Linked DNA regions of Mus musculus: all the other regions are linked to region 1. A link is a contact called in public ChIA-PET and Hi-C data. All regions are on one chromosome and are shown on one strand. Each heading gives the region's core, a stretch centred on a gene start, on an enhancer-like site or on the middle of the called end of the contact. The rest is flanking DNA. Distances are from core to core; before and after follow the strand shown. Region 1 overlaps Sema4d (sema domain, immunoglobulin domain (Ig), transmembrane domain (TM) and short cytoplasmic domain, (semaphorin) 4D). Region 2 has its middle 4.8 kb from the start of Gm40948. Region 3 has its middle 57 kb from the start of Gm40948.

Evidence for each region. Hi-C and Micro-C count contacts between places; a contact is called where the count stands out from the background. ChIA-PET counts read pairs in DNA pulled down with a chosen protein or histone mark.
Region 2: an RNA polymerase II ChIA-PET map of memory CD8 T cells shows a contact between it and region 1, with 13 read pairs. The contact joins two enhancer-like sites. A contact is called at or near these places in 1 of 484 Hi-C or Micro-C datasets (double positive thymocytes), 2 of 115 datasets of contacts at active chromatin or transcription factors (double positive thymocytes and memory CD8 T cells) and 1 of 9 other capture datasets (adipose tissue).
Region 3: a Hi-C map of the N1E-115 cell line shows a contact between it and region 1, with 2.3 times the contacts expected there. The contact joins two enhancer-like sites. A contact is called at or near these places in 1 of 484 Hi-C or Micro-C datasets (the N1E-115 cell line) and 2 of 115 datasets of contacts at active chromatin or transcription factors (memory CD8 T cells and microglia).

The regions. Positions count from the first base shown.
Region 1 is chr13:51,723,994-51,728,057 of GRCm38.p6, forward strand. It overlaps Sema4d (sema domain, immunoglobulin domain (Ig), transmembrane domain (TM) and short cytoplasmic domain, (semaphorin) 4D), which reads right to left. Exons shown (of 16, transcript NM_013660.5): 3 at 1,231-1,549. The coding sequence starts at 1,336. Among named protein-coding and RNA genes, the nearest start is that of Sema4d, 68 kb to the right of the region's middle. Within about 2 kb of position 2,393, at least 43 of the 459 cell types and tissues checked have an H3K27ac peak or open chromatin away from gene starts, as enhancers often do. A contact at or near this core is called in the N1E-115 cell line and memory CD8 T cells, where this site is marked.
Region 2 is chr13:52,076,739-52,080,802 of GRCm38.p6, forward strand. No RefSeq gene overlaps it. Among named protein-coding and RNA genes, the nearest start is that of Gm40948, 4.8 kb to the right of the region's middle. Within about 2 kb of position 2,038, at least 114 of the 459 cell types and tissues checked have an H3K27ac peak or open chromatin away from gene starts, as enhancers often do. A contact at or near this core is called in memory CD8 T cells, where this site is marked.
Region 3 is chr13:52,024,734-52,028,797 of GRCm38.p6, forward strand. No RefSeq gene overlaps it. Among named protein-coding and RNA genes, the nearest start is that of Gm40948, 57 kb to the right of the region's middle. Within about 2 kb of position 1,803, at least 113 of the 459 cell types and tissues checked have an H3K27ac peak or open chromatin away from gene starts, as enhancers often do. A contact at or near this core is called in the N1E-115 cell line and memory CD8 T cells, where this site is marked.

The DNA of each region.
Region 1 (4,064 bases), core at 1,143-3,642:
TAGGAGATGTGTCCTTGTTGGAGGAAGTATGTCACTGTGGAGGTGGGCTTTGAGAATCATTCCCAGCTCCCTGGAAATCAGTCTTTTCTTGTTTGCCCTCAGATGAAGACGTAGAACTCTCAGCTCCTCCTGCACCATGCCTGCCTGGATGCTGCCATGCTTCCTGCCTTGATGATAATGGTCTGAATCTCTAAACCTGTAAGCCAGCCCCAATTAAACAGTGTCCTTTATAAGAGTTGCCTTGGCCATGGTGTCTGTTCTCAGCAGTGGAAACCCTGACGAAGACACTTGGTTTACACTCTACCTCTTTAATGTGTCTTTAACCACCCACTGTAGGCTCAAAATACGTAATGACTGAGAACTTTCTCACTCGTGAAGTAAATGCCTTACTCTGAAACCCTCAACACCGAAAACTCTGGAACGAGGGGCTGAGATGCTCATTGGTAGAACATCTGCCTAGTGTGTGCAGGGTTTATGTTCTTTCCCCGGTGCCCCCTTTAAAAAAAGAAAAGTCATGATGGGGGTGGGGGTGGGGGGGACACATCTCTCTCCAAAACAAATTTACACTCATTACCAATGATTTCCAGAGACAAGTGATGCTTTTTCGTACCTGCACCAGTTTAAGAACATGTTAACACAGGCAGGACATACACAATACTGGTCTTCTTAGACAGGGTCTCTCTCCGTGGCCCAGGCTGGCCTGGAACTCACGATCCTCCTGCATCAACTTCCTGAGTGTGGAGGTTCCTGCTGTGATGCTGAGCTCAGCATTCTGCCCCCTCCCCCATCAATGAACTTCATCTGAACTTGCCTACAAGTCAGCACCCGGAGTGTCCAGGTAGCTTCAGAGTTGGACATTCTCAGTGCACTTTGCTTCCCGGCTTCTGTCTTCACAAAGTTCCCTCCCTGGAATGTGGGACAGCCAGTGTGTCCCCATCCTGGAAATCGGGCCTGGAGACCTCTCTGAGGCTGAGCTAATCTCAACAGTGCAGCATAAGTACCTGGGATGTCGTCAGCATTAAGTAAGCCGTGAGCCACTGAGGTCACATACACCGTCCAACCTAAGCTTGGCGCTTGCTGTGGGGTCTCCTGGTCACACAGCATCCTTTGACATCCCAGCGGCTTAAGCCTGCCCTGACAGACCCCACAGAGCATCCAAAGCAGGGACCCCACACTCTCCAGAGCTGCTGCACCCACACTCACACTCACTCATGGCTCACACTCACTTACCTCCATGTTCCCAGGTGAGCCGAGGCACAGGTGCAAATGCCACCGCGGTTCTCAACACTACCACCAGGGCCAAGAACAGCCCCCTAACGGGGGCACACATCCTCATGGGCAGGGGCCACCGAGGCCTTCAGCAACGGGCACACATGGATGGCAGCAGGCTGCTGTGGGGTAGCAGCAAGGACCTCTTAGAGCCCCAGAGCTGGGGCCAGCAGCACAGACTGGAGCCCATAAGGGGTGGGGTTCCTGAGTCCCCACATGTCAGGTTAGCAATGGCCACCTTCACGACGTCATGCCAAGGCTGCCGGTGTTCCCGTCTGACCTGCAAAAGAAGGAAAGGACGAGACTATAGGTCCCAGCGGCTCCAGATGGTTCTCAGTCCCCTCCATCCCTTTCTACTGTCTATCCTGTCTGAACCTGCCTGCTGAGGGACATGGAAGGCATCCAGGATTTGTGGGGCTGCCAGACAGACAGATCCCACAGAGAGAAGACAACAAGGCTAAAACACACCAAGATGGATGGACCCACCAAGGTGGAAATAACTAGCTAGAGGGACAGCCAGGTGCTTGGTGACATGCCACAACTGAAAGGAACAGTACGGGTCTCAGTTTCCCTGGAGGGCTCACTTCCCAACTTCTGACATGCTAACCCAGGAATATTACCAGACATCAGAGGTTTGCGGTTACAGGGCACTCCCCTGGGAATACATGTAAGGGTGCACATGCATGGGTAGACACACAGAATGCACATAGCCATACACAAATGTGCACGAAAATGCACGCATGTGCTCACATACATACATACAGTATGTAAGCACACACTAACCTCCGTACCCATGAAGACATAGCCTCAGGGCCCCATTCTGCAGGAGTAGTGGGTCACATCAAAAGTCATAGCTAGCCCAGGAGGCAACCCGAGCTCTTCCTGCCTCACCAGGAAGCCGTTAATTACCATGGAAACACTAGCAATTAACTCTGATTTGTCCACAAACAAGAAACAGAAGACCAGGCTTTGCTGTCTGATGGACTTGTGGCCAGGTCCCTTGAGCCTCTGTCCCTGTCCTCACCTGCCCTAGCCAAGCCTGAGGCCCAGCACACACCAGGATCCCAGGATGCAGAGCTCAGCGCTGAGTCACTCACCAGCTGCCCTGATACACAGATCCGCCTCACCTTTGGGTGTGGTTACTAGAAGCTGAAGGGAGCACAACAGTCTCCAGATGTGAGCCCAATGCTGGCATGGCATCTACCCACTTGCCAGGCCTCCCCTGCCCCACCCTTCCTCCCACAGAGGGCAGGGCAGGCTCTTCCAGCATCTCTATTCAGTCCCTTAGTCTGTCCGGTACTAAAGGACAGACTGTCTGGTTTCTTTTTTTTTTTTTTTTAAAATAGAAAGTGCCCCCTCTCTTCTTTATCTTCCTCTCTCTTTTTTTTTTTTTATAATTTATTTATTGATTATATGTAAGTACACTGTAGCTGTCTTCAGACACCAGAAGAGGGCATCAGATCTCATTACGGATGGTTGTGAGCCACCATGTGGTTGCTGGGATTTGAACTCTGGACCTTCAGAAGAGCAGTCGGGTGCTCTTACCCACTGAGCCATCTCACCAGCCCCGACTGTCTGGTTTCTATCCCAATGGATTTAGAAGCTTCCTAAAGATAGCCCGAACCCCTCCTTCCTCCAAGGAGTGGGATATTCTAAGCCAGTTCAGCTCACCATTTTCCTTAACTATCGCTATAGCTCAAAAGGAGATACAGGTGACATGCAAAGAGGTGACTCCAATTATAGACAGCGGTTCTACAGAATAGGAGCCAGACGGACCCCTGTCCTACCCTAGAAATTCACAGCAGCCAAGCACAAGGGGTGACTCCTACCCTGATCCAACCAGAAAGCAGGAAGCCAAGAACTGAGGCAGTGACTGGGAAACAGACAGTGGTGAGTCCGACAATTATGAACTCTGCGTTTTGCTGAGCAAGTTCACAGTGCTGCGTCCTGTCGCGTAAGAGCCCATTCTCCTGCCACAGTGAGGAAGGGGGCTGTGGGTTGCTAGGGTCCAAGCCATGGTGACCAACTCCCTCCAACACTGAGCATTCACAGCTAAGGAAAGCCAGGACAGCAACACCACTCTGATCTCAAGCACCCTCTAGGTACAGAGGCACAGGTGGCACTGGTCTAAGCCCAGAAGATCCTGGGTGTTGCAGAAACTGGAGATGAGCAGAACAAGGGAGCTGTGACACGCAGGAGGCCCTCTGATTTGTTCCAGCTGCGAGGGTCAGGTAGCATGGGACATGGATATTTCTTTCCTCTTCACATCCCCCTGATGGAAGTAGATGTTGGTGTGAACAGAGAAGGCTGAACGCCTGCCAGGGTCGCCAGCCAAGGTCATGCAGGTCACATTCCTGCTTGAACATTTTTTATAAGAAAACATTCCTGGGCTGGAGAGATGGCTCAGCGGTTAAGAGCACTGACTGCTCTTCCGAAGGTCCTGAGTTCAAATCCCAGCAACCACATGGTGGCTCACAACCATCCCTAATGAGATCTGGCGCCCTCCTCTGGTGTGTCTGAAGACAGTACTTACATGTAATAAATAAATAGATTATTTAAAAAAAAAAAAAAAGAAAAGAAAACATTCCTTATCTCTATTGGTAGAATGTTTGCTTCACATGCGCAAAGCCCCAAAGTTCTATCCCCAGCCCTTCATAAACCTAGAATGTCAATGCACCACCAGGTGAAGGCAGAAGAAAGAGGAGTTCGGGGCTAGCCTTAGCTATGTAGTCTGAGGTCAGTCTGGGCTACAGAAGACCCTGACTGAAATAAAATTTAAAGATACAAAACAGATT
Region 2 (4,064 bases), core at 788-3,287, 350 kb after region 1:
ACGTGACCTCCCTTCAGCACCTGACTGAGATATGGCTTAGAAGCCTCAGAGCGCCAGCTTCCTAAAGAAGTAAGTACAAGTGCTAACCAGGAGATGATGTCTCTAGAGAGGACCTTGCAGGACCTGAACACCATCCTCAGAGCAAAAAACAGGCAGAGAAGGGTGTACGTCTGAAATGTCCCAGGTGCTGCTCTCTGTGGAATCAGTTCCCAAGAGCAGGCAGGATTCTCCTAACGCCCAAGGCCTCCCCTGCTCTCACAGGGAAAAATGAAGCTATTCTCCCAGGGCCTTAGGAGTTGACGAGGTGTGGGGGTGCTCCCTTACTTTCCCGGGCTCTCAGGGAAGAGATCTGCAGAAACAGCAGCCCCTGAAGGCCTTAGCAACTCTCTTAAGTAATTCACAGCTTTGGGGCCCTAAGTGATGCAGGAGTCTCTTAGCGTCCACTTAGTGACACACAGGTCCTTCTATGCTATGTGAGATATTAAGACAGCCACTCAGAGGGAGTCTGAACTGGGTCAAGATGGTAGCTTGAGGAAGAGGTCCACAAGTTTAACATAGGCTGGTCTCTGCATGTATATAACCAAGGGAAGCTATGTCTCAAAGCTCTGGTGTAGATAAAGTGCCTCCAGACAGGTCCTGAGCTCACCTCTTGCTCTCCTGTAGCTGTGGCAAACCATTTGATGTAGAAGTCATCGGGCCAACAGAGCCCTGGCATACCACAGGGACAGGTGACTGCTTGGTGACAGCATGGAGCAGACTCTCCATCCCAGCTCACCTCTGAGATAAGTGAGATTTGACCTATCCACTGGTTTTCTGTGCATGAACTCAGTCCTCTAGGTTGCTAGAGAGGAAATCTGGGGACCCTGGTATTTGAGATGGTAAAGGTATTAGTTAGGAGGAAGCTGCTTTTCAAAAACAGAAATGAATTTGGGGGGTGGGGCAGGGATGGCAGAACTAGATTTCTATGAAGAAGGTGGTGTGGGCTGGTGTTACTGGATCCTGTGAGAACCTGTCTGGTGGGAGGCTGTGCCTATTCAGGAATTTTGGTGTGACTCTGCAGCACTGCAGGCTTCCAGGGTGTGATTTCCTACACTCTGAGCAGCAGATACAGGAGGAATGCCAACTTGAGAGGGGAGGAGCCTGCAGTATCTGTGTAACGTGTGAGGGAGCCGATTTCCTTGTAAGAGCATCTGCAGATCCAGACTCTTGCATCCCCTTGTCTGTGCCAACAAATACCCCAGATTCTGATCATACGATCACGAGTGGACACAGAGGCCGGTTTGGAGGTGGCTTCCACTCCATGGTCAGCTGTCTTCCGGCCATGGGACTGGGATGTCTGATAATACTTGGCTTCTTGGCACACCCAAAAGTCCATGCGGTTGCTATGCATAGGTGTTTTGACCACTGACACATCCTACATTATAAGAAAGGGGAAAACAGACAATTGTTTGACACCCTGGTTCTACCCCAGGTTTTTTTCTTCTGTCAATGCTGTGCCTGTGCAGAGAGCACAGTCAATTTTCCTGGTTCTTTCTTAATGACTACATTTTTTTTAGAAGAATTTATTTATTTCTGTGTGTGGTGTCCGTATCTGTGTGAACCTATGTGCATGCATGTGTGTGTGACATGTACATGTGCAGAGGCCAGAAGAAAGAAGGCATTGCATCCCTCAGAGCTGGAGTTACAAATGTTTGCCAACCTTGTTACATGGGGGCTGGGGTCCCAATGCTGGTTCCCATGACTGGACATCCAGTGCTCTAAGCCATCTGTCCAGTCCTAATGACTACAGATTGGTGACAGCAATTCAGAAGGTTCCCCAGGAAACGTTGCCTTCAAACCTTATGCCTGTAACTGTATCGATGCATTATTAAGCTGGTTTGTGACATCTGACCAGCCTTTAATAAACTAGTGGTGTAGGATGGTGCTGTGGTTGGAATATGAAATGTTTCCCACGGGCACATGTGTCTTGGACACGTGGTCCCCAGCTGGTGGTTCTGTTTGGGGGAGGTTGTGGGACCTTTTGAAGGTGGAGCCTCTTTCAAGGAAGTGAGTCGCTCTGGGTGGGCCCTGGGGTTTTACAGACCAGTTCCACTTCCTGCCCTGTCTCTGTTTCCTGGTCTATCAAGATAGGAGCAAACGGCCCCCTGCCTCTCCTGACAAACTCTTCTTCCCCCCTAGAACAATGATCAAAAAATTCCTCAAACCAGCAGCTGAAATAGAGCCTTCCTCCTTTGAGTTGTGTTTTGTCAGTGATTTGACCACAGCAGTGAGGTAGAAATGGGGGAGCACAGTAACTCCTGTGTTGCTTGGTCATTGCATTTAAACCAAGCCCCAGGATATCACACATCCCAACCAGGCCTAGATGGTTAGGCTGGGACAGCCCAGCCTCTCCCTGCTACATCACATCTCACCTCCGATTCCAGTCCTCACCTAAAGCCTTCTGCTTCTCATAACATGAGGATAATTCTCCATCATTCCTGAGCTTGTAAACCGCCTGTCTCTCTTGCTCTGCGGTCCATGCCCAGATATCTTCTCAGAAATCTCTCTCCACCCAGCCTGCTCTACTGTCCTCTGAGGCATTCACCACTCCTGGACAGAGCACTATCCTTACGCTGAGCTTGGTTAGGGTTCTTTTTCCCCTTTAGACTATTTCCCTTACTTCTTACTTCCTTCATCTGGTCAAGTGCCTGTCATCTAGAACTGTGACTGACATGCAGCAGGCAATACATATTTGTCATCAGCAAAGAAACAAGGGGGAAAGAAAATCAGCGACCATCCTCACTCAAGTCGTTGAGTTGTGATGTCACGACCTGAACCCGGTGCTTGGGTCAGAGTGACAGTTATCAGCTCCCATGTCGCTTCACACTCCTGGGTTTCCAGGCTATTCTTTACTTCCTGAAGTATCTAGTTAGTCTTCCAGGCACAGAGAAATCTATCTTGTGTCTCAAAGCGAGCTGGAGTTTCTGAGGTAGGGATTCTGGCACTTTGGACAGCTGAAACTGCAAGTGTGTTTGCTTCTCTGAGTACAGCTGTGTGGAATTGAGCTGGGAATGCAGCCTGCAACCATGCCGGGGCCAGTGAACCACAAGAGAACTGTGCAGGCAGCAGCCCCCATGTGTCTTTGTGGTCGCAGTATCCTGCGTTTCAGAGTCCGATGTTCCTTTTCTGCACCTCATGGGAGAAGCATTTCAAATACGAGCTGGATACTTTCCAAGCCTTGCATTCTTTGGGATTCCCGTAGCCCAGTTTTAGATCTCTGCGAGCTTCCCTTTTTGGGATGGATCTAGGGACAGGAGTTCCTGCATGCCAGGAGCAGTTGTGTGTCACGGCGGAAATATTTATCCCATGCCGGTTTAATAATAGAAGCCTTGCACATCCACAGAGCTGGCGGCTAAACTTAGCTGCTGTTCTCACAGCTTGCTCCTGGAAGATGAGCTTGTCCACCTGGAAGGGGCTGGGGCAGAAGCATCTACGGAATGTACTTAGGATCCCCAGACCACTTCGGGCAGAACCAGAGCTTGTTTCCCACCGTGGCAGGGCCCAAGGCAGGGTTAAACTAAGGAGATGGTGTGGCTCTCTTCACCTTGGTGGGATGAATTTTAATGGTCAAGCTAGAAAACACTTCTCAGGCTCCTCTCCTTTAGATATGTACCCCAAGCAATCTTCAGAGCAGAGTTGAAGACATCTCAAGAAGGGCATCAGTTTCATCATGTAACTATCAGAAGGGTAGTCTATCTGCACAAATCTACAGAGGGGTGTGTGTGTGTGTGTGTGTGTGTGTGTGTGTGTGAAAGAGAGAGAGAGAAAGAGAGAGAGAGAGAGAGAGAGAGAGAGAGAGAGAGAACTTAACCATTGTTTTCTTCCATTTCACCCAGCTGGAACTTTTGGAAAAATTGATGGGATTTGATGGAGCACTTATTAAATGTGCTTACCCACCCTTTCCTCTGCTCTGCAGGCTCCTGGGCCTCTCTCACCCCTGTTCCTAGGTTTCATATCTGCTCAGTATTCAGAGGGTCCTGTGAGCCAGAACCTGTACTTGTGTTTCCTTGGCTGTGGCTGTTTGT
Region 3 (4,064 bases), core at 553-3,052, 300 kb after region 1:
CTGGATTCCTGTCCTCAGATCTCTGCTTTCTGCCCATCTAAAAAGCTGGTGATGCAGGCAGAAACAAAACAAACAAAACAAAAATGGCTAGATGCCGGTGCTTCCGTTTCCGTTTCCGTCTCCCAGGGAGCACCCCTACCCTCAGCCAACGACCTCCCTCCGATGGCTCTTTATTACTTCCCACTATCAAGTTCCCCCCAGCTGTGGCAGCTGAAGTTCAAAGCTCTCTCCTTGTAGTACAGTGTGTCCTTGGAGGGCAATCTGCAGCGCTGATTAATGCTTGCTGGGTGGTTCCCGCAGCCGGCAGCCCCACAGCCGGCGGCCCCACAGCCCACGTGGGGCTCTCTGAGGCAAGTAGAAATCAGCCAGGAAGAAGTCATCCATCGTTTCTTGGGCTTGTGCTGTCAGCCTTGGGTCTTGCAGACTTCTGAAGACCCAGGAAAGGAAAATCTTGTGAGCATTTGCTAGCCCAGAGTCTCGTCCCATGCACCACCTGTGGCTGTCTACACCACACAATACAAAGGTCCACGGACCAGCAGCCGAGCAGCAGGCTCTGACCTCACCACTTACAGAGGACTGTGAAGAGCCTTGATCTATGTGTCTGTGTTACCCGATCTCAAACACTGCAGACAGTGAGGGATGACTCCTTGCTTGGGGACACGATGCAGTCTGTTAGAATGGAATTTTGGAGTTGCGGCCAGACAGAGCTCAGAGAAAATGGCAATTAGTGGGTAGACAGAAAAGCCTCGTCACCTGGGCCTGGTGCTCGGGGAACTGCTGAGCCACACTTGTCATGCATGGGACCTCACATAGGGGTGGCTCAGGCTGAGATCACTGCGGACCACGCACCTGATGCACAGCCTGCCAGCACAGTGACTGTTGGAGTGTCTGGCCAGACTGAGTGTGGTCCAGGGGAGTGGCTTTGGCCACATGGTATGACTGTAGAGTCAGTTACCCAGGGCGGAATGCCATATGGCAGGGACTTGCAAAGCAGGCAGCTGGACAGTTGATGGGCATCTCCACAGGATAGACTTTGTGCATGGTGAAGCAATATGCTAGCAATTGCCTACTGCATGCCCCGAGAAGGAATCCTATCATACTGCCAGCAGCTGTTAGCAGAGAGGGTATTCAGCAATAATTCAGAGGCCACCTTGAAAGCATGAGTGAATTCTCTCCCTTTAAAAGAATCTGGATGTGAATCTTACAGAAAACATGAAAGCAACCTCAGGAGATTGCAGAGGGGAGATGTTCTTTCCTGGGCAGGGTCATCTCAAGAGTGTGACCTTCACTTAAGAGTGGCCATGGGAGAGAAAGCAAGAAGAGACAGACAAGTACTGCAGTTAAGCTGTGTTGGTGGACAGGGCTGTGTTGGTGGGCGGGGCACTGGATCCTGCTTGTCCATCACTGTGGGAGATCGTTTCTTAAAGACAGTCATTCTGTGGAGATGCATTTCTATGTCCTCTGAAAGTAGGGAAGGCTGCTCCATCACCATAGCTACACAGCATCTTTGAGGCTGTCGGGATATGCTGTGGTGGAGAGGGCCAATGTGTGCCTTTTATGGGACCCCAACAGCCATCTTTCGAGGAATCAGAAGCCACTTTTGTGCGACTGAATTCCTGACCCATGAGTATAAACGGGGTTGACAGAAGGTGACAAATTCAGAGCCACGGAATAGCTAATCTTCCAACCTCTGGGGAGGCATTTGGGGTATGAGAACACCACCACAGGCACCACACTGACCGGAAGTAGGCTCCTACGTGGCAGGAAGTGAGCTCCAAATGGCAGGAAGTGGGCTCTAAGGTGGCAGGAAGTGGGCTTTAAGGTGGCAGGAAGTGGGCTCCAAGGTGGCAAGTGAGCTTCAAGGTGGCAGGAAGTGGGCTCCAAATGGCAGAAAGTGGGTTCCAAGGTGGAAGGAAGTGGGTTCGTGGGCACCTCATTCTTCTTATTTATTTTATTTTTCTTTGTGTGTACGCATGTGTGTCTATGTGTCTGCAGATCAAAGATCAACTTAGAACATTGTTTCTGAAGTGTCATCTATTTTGTGTTTTTTTGAGACAGGAGTTCTCATTTTCCATTGAGCTAAATGGGGCAAGCTGGCAGTCCAGTGACCCCCCCCCCCCCAAGGATCTTCTTGTCCCCGCCTCCCCTGAGTTGGGATTACCAGCACGTGCCACCACTGCCCAGGTTTGTACATGGGGATCACAGTCAGGTGCCGAGCCTTGTACCCAAGCACTTGACTGAGCCATCATCGCAGCCCATTGGCACAGCTTTCTGTTTTATTTAGCTCTGTGATTATTTGTTACAACTGTCTGGGAAATCAGCGAGGGCTTACTTACCTTTGTGGAAAACAACAACAATAATGCCAATGGTGGAGCTAGCAGCCTCTGGAGAGAAACAGATGCAGGACCTCCACAGATGCTCAAATGATGCTTTTTTTTAGCATTTCTTTTCTGTGTTCTCAGGATCAAAACTAGAAGCACATCTGCTTTCCATGGCCAAGGCGGTGCCCTAGGCATCTGCCACATTAGCCTGTGGCTTCCGGACAGATTGTCCTAGAGCTGTGAATAAGCCCCGCCCCCTGCCACGAACCCCTCTCCCCCCCACCCTCCCCAGCCATGACTTTTCTGTCCTGCTCAGCTGTACCTTTACACAGTTGCAGGGCCTGGGTGCCTTGCAGCTTCAAAGAGACCATGTTTCTTCTCGCAGGCAGCTGCTGGGGAATGAGGCCGGGCATGTGGAGGATGGGTAGAATTTCAACTCGGAGATATGCTGAGGGATCCGACTGAAAGTTAATAGATTGTTCAGATCAGCTGCCGGGCATTAGTGGGGGACTGCAGGAGTCTGAAGATAAATCCTACAGACATGTGGGACCTGTTTGGGTAACCTCCTGCTGGAAAGGGGGAGGGGAGTGTCCCTGTTTGGAGAGCTGGGGATGTGAGTTTGAGCCCTATGAGAAGATGCAGCTCTGCTGGTTTTGTTGGAGATGGGTGGGAAGCTCTGCCTACTGCATCCTTCTCTGTGTGTGAGCCCCACTGCTTGTTTTCTGGCTCCGGGTCTCCTTCTGGGTGGTGTTTGAAGCTCTTTTAGGTGGATACCACCTCAAGCAGTTTAAACCATTCTCATCTTGGTGGTCCATCTTAAGAGAAGCATCTCTGGGGTATGAGGGTCAATGTGAAGGTGGGTGGTAGCATATAGGTCTGCTGGCCACTGTCGAGGTCAGGGAGGTACTGGCCTGGGAGGGACTCTGAGGTTGGCGGTGGGTCTAAGGATCTGAAGGATAAGCACAAGGAGGGATATTTCTAAGCCATGATAGGGTAGCAGCCTGGGCAGGAAGTGGGTTTCACCTGGGAGGGAATCCTTGGTGGTCACCACAGAAGCTGGGTGGCCTCTTACCATGGCCCTGACCACAGACAGCAGGCGTCCTAGGTGGTTGGATGGAAAGAAAGCTCCATGATTTATTTCAGAGCTCAGGCAAGGGTCCAGCCAGAGGTCCCAAGGTATGAAACACAGGCGTAATGCGGTGTGTACCAATTAGTTTGACAGAGGCGGAGATGGAGAGGAAGAGTTGGGGAGGGCATGGGAAAGAGGATGGGAGGGGGATAAGGAGAAGAGAGGGGAAATATGGGGAGGGAGGACTGAGAAGGGAGATGGGATAGGGTGGGAAAAGGAGATGGAGAGACAGGAGAAGGATAGAGAGGGAGCAAGAAGGGTTGGGGACTGTACTAAGGTATGGAGTGAGAACGGGCCTCAGGAGAAGGTGGGGAGTTGGGTGGGAGGAGGGCTTGCAGAGGAGTGGAGAGGGAGAGATGGAGAGGGATCGGGAGGAGGCGTGGGGGTAAGTGGGCTGGGAATGTCAGGTGGGGAGGGAAGGGAATGGGGAAATGAGGCAGTTGGATGGGGGGGGGGGCTGGGCACAGTGAGAAGGTAGAGGGAGGTGGGGTGGGATGTTATTCAGGTGAGCCCAAGGCCGCTGTGCTGTGACAGTCTTCCCTTGTTCTTCTGACTGGGAACTTAGCTGACAACCCACAGGAAGCACAAATGGAAGCCAAAACCATTGGTGACTT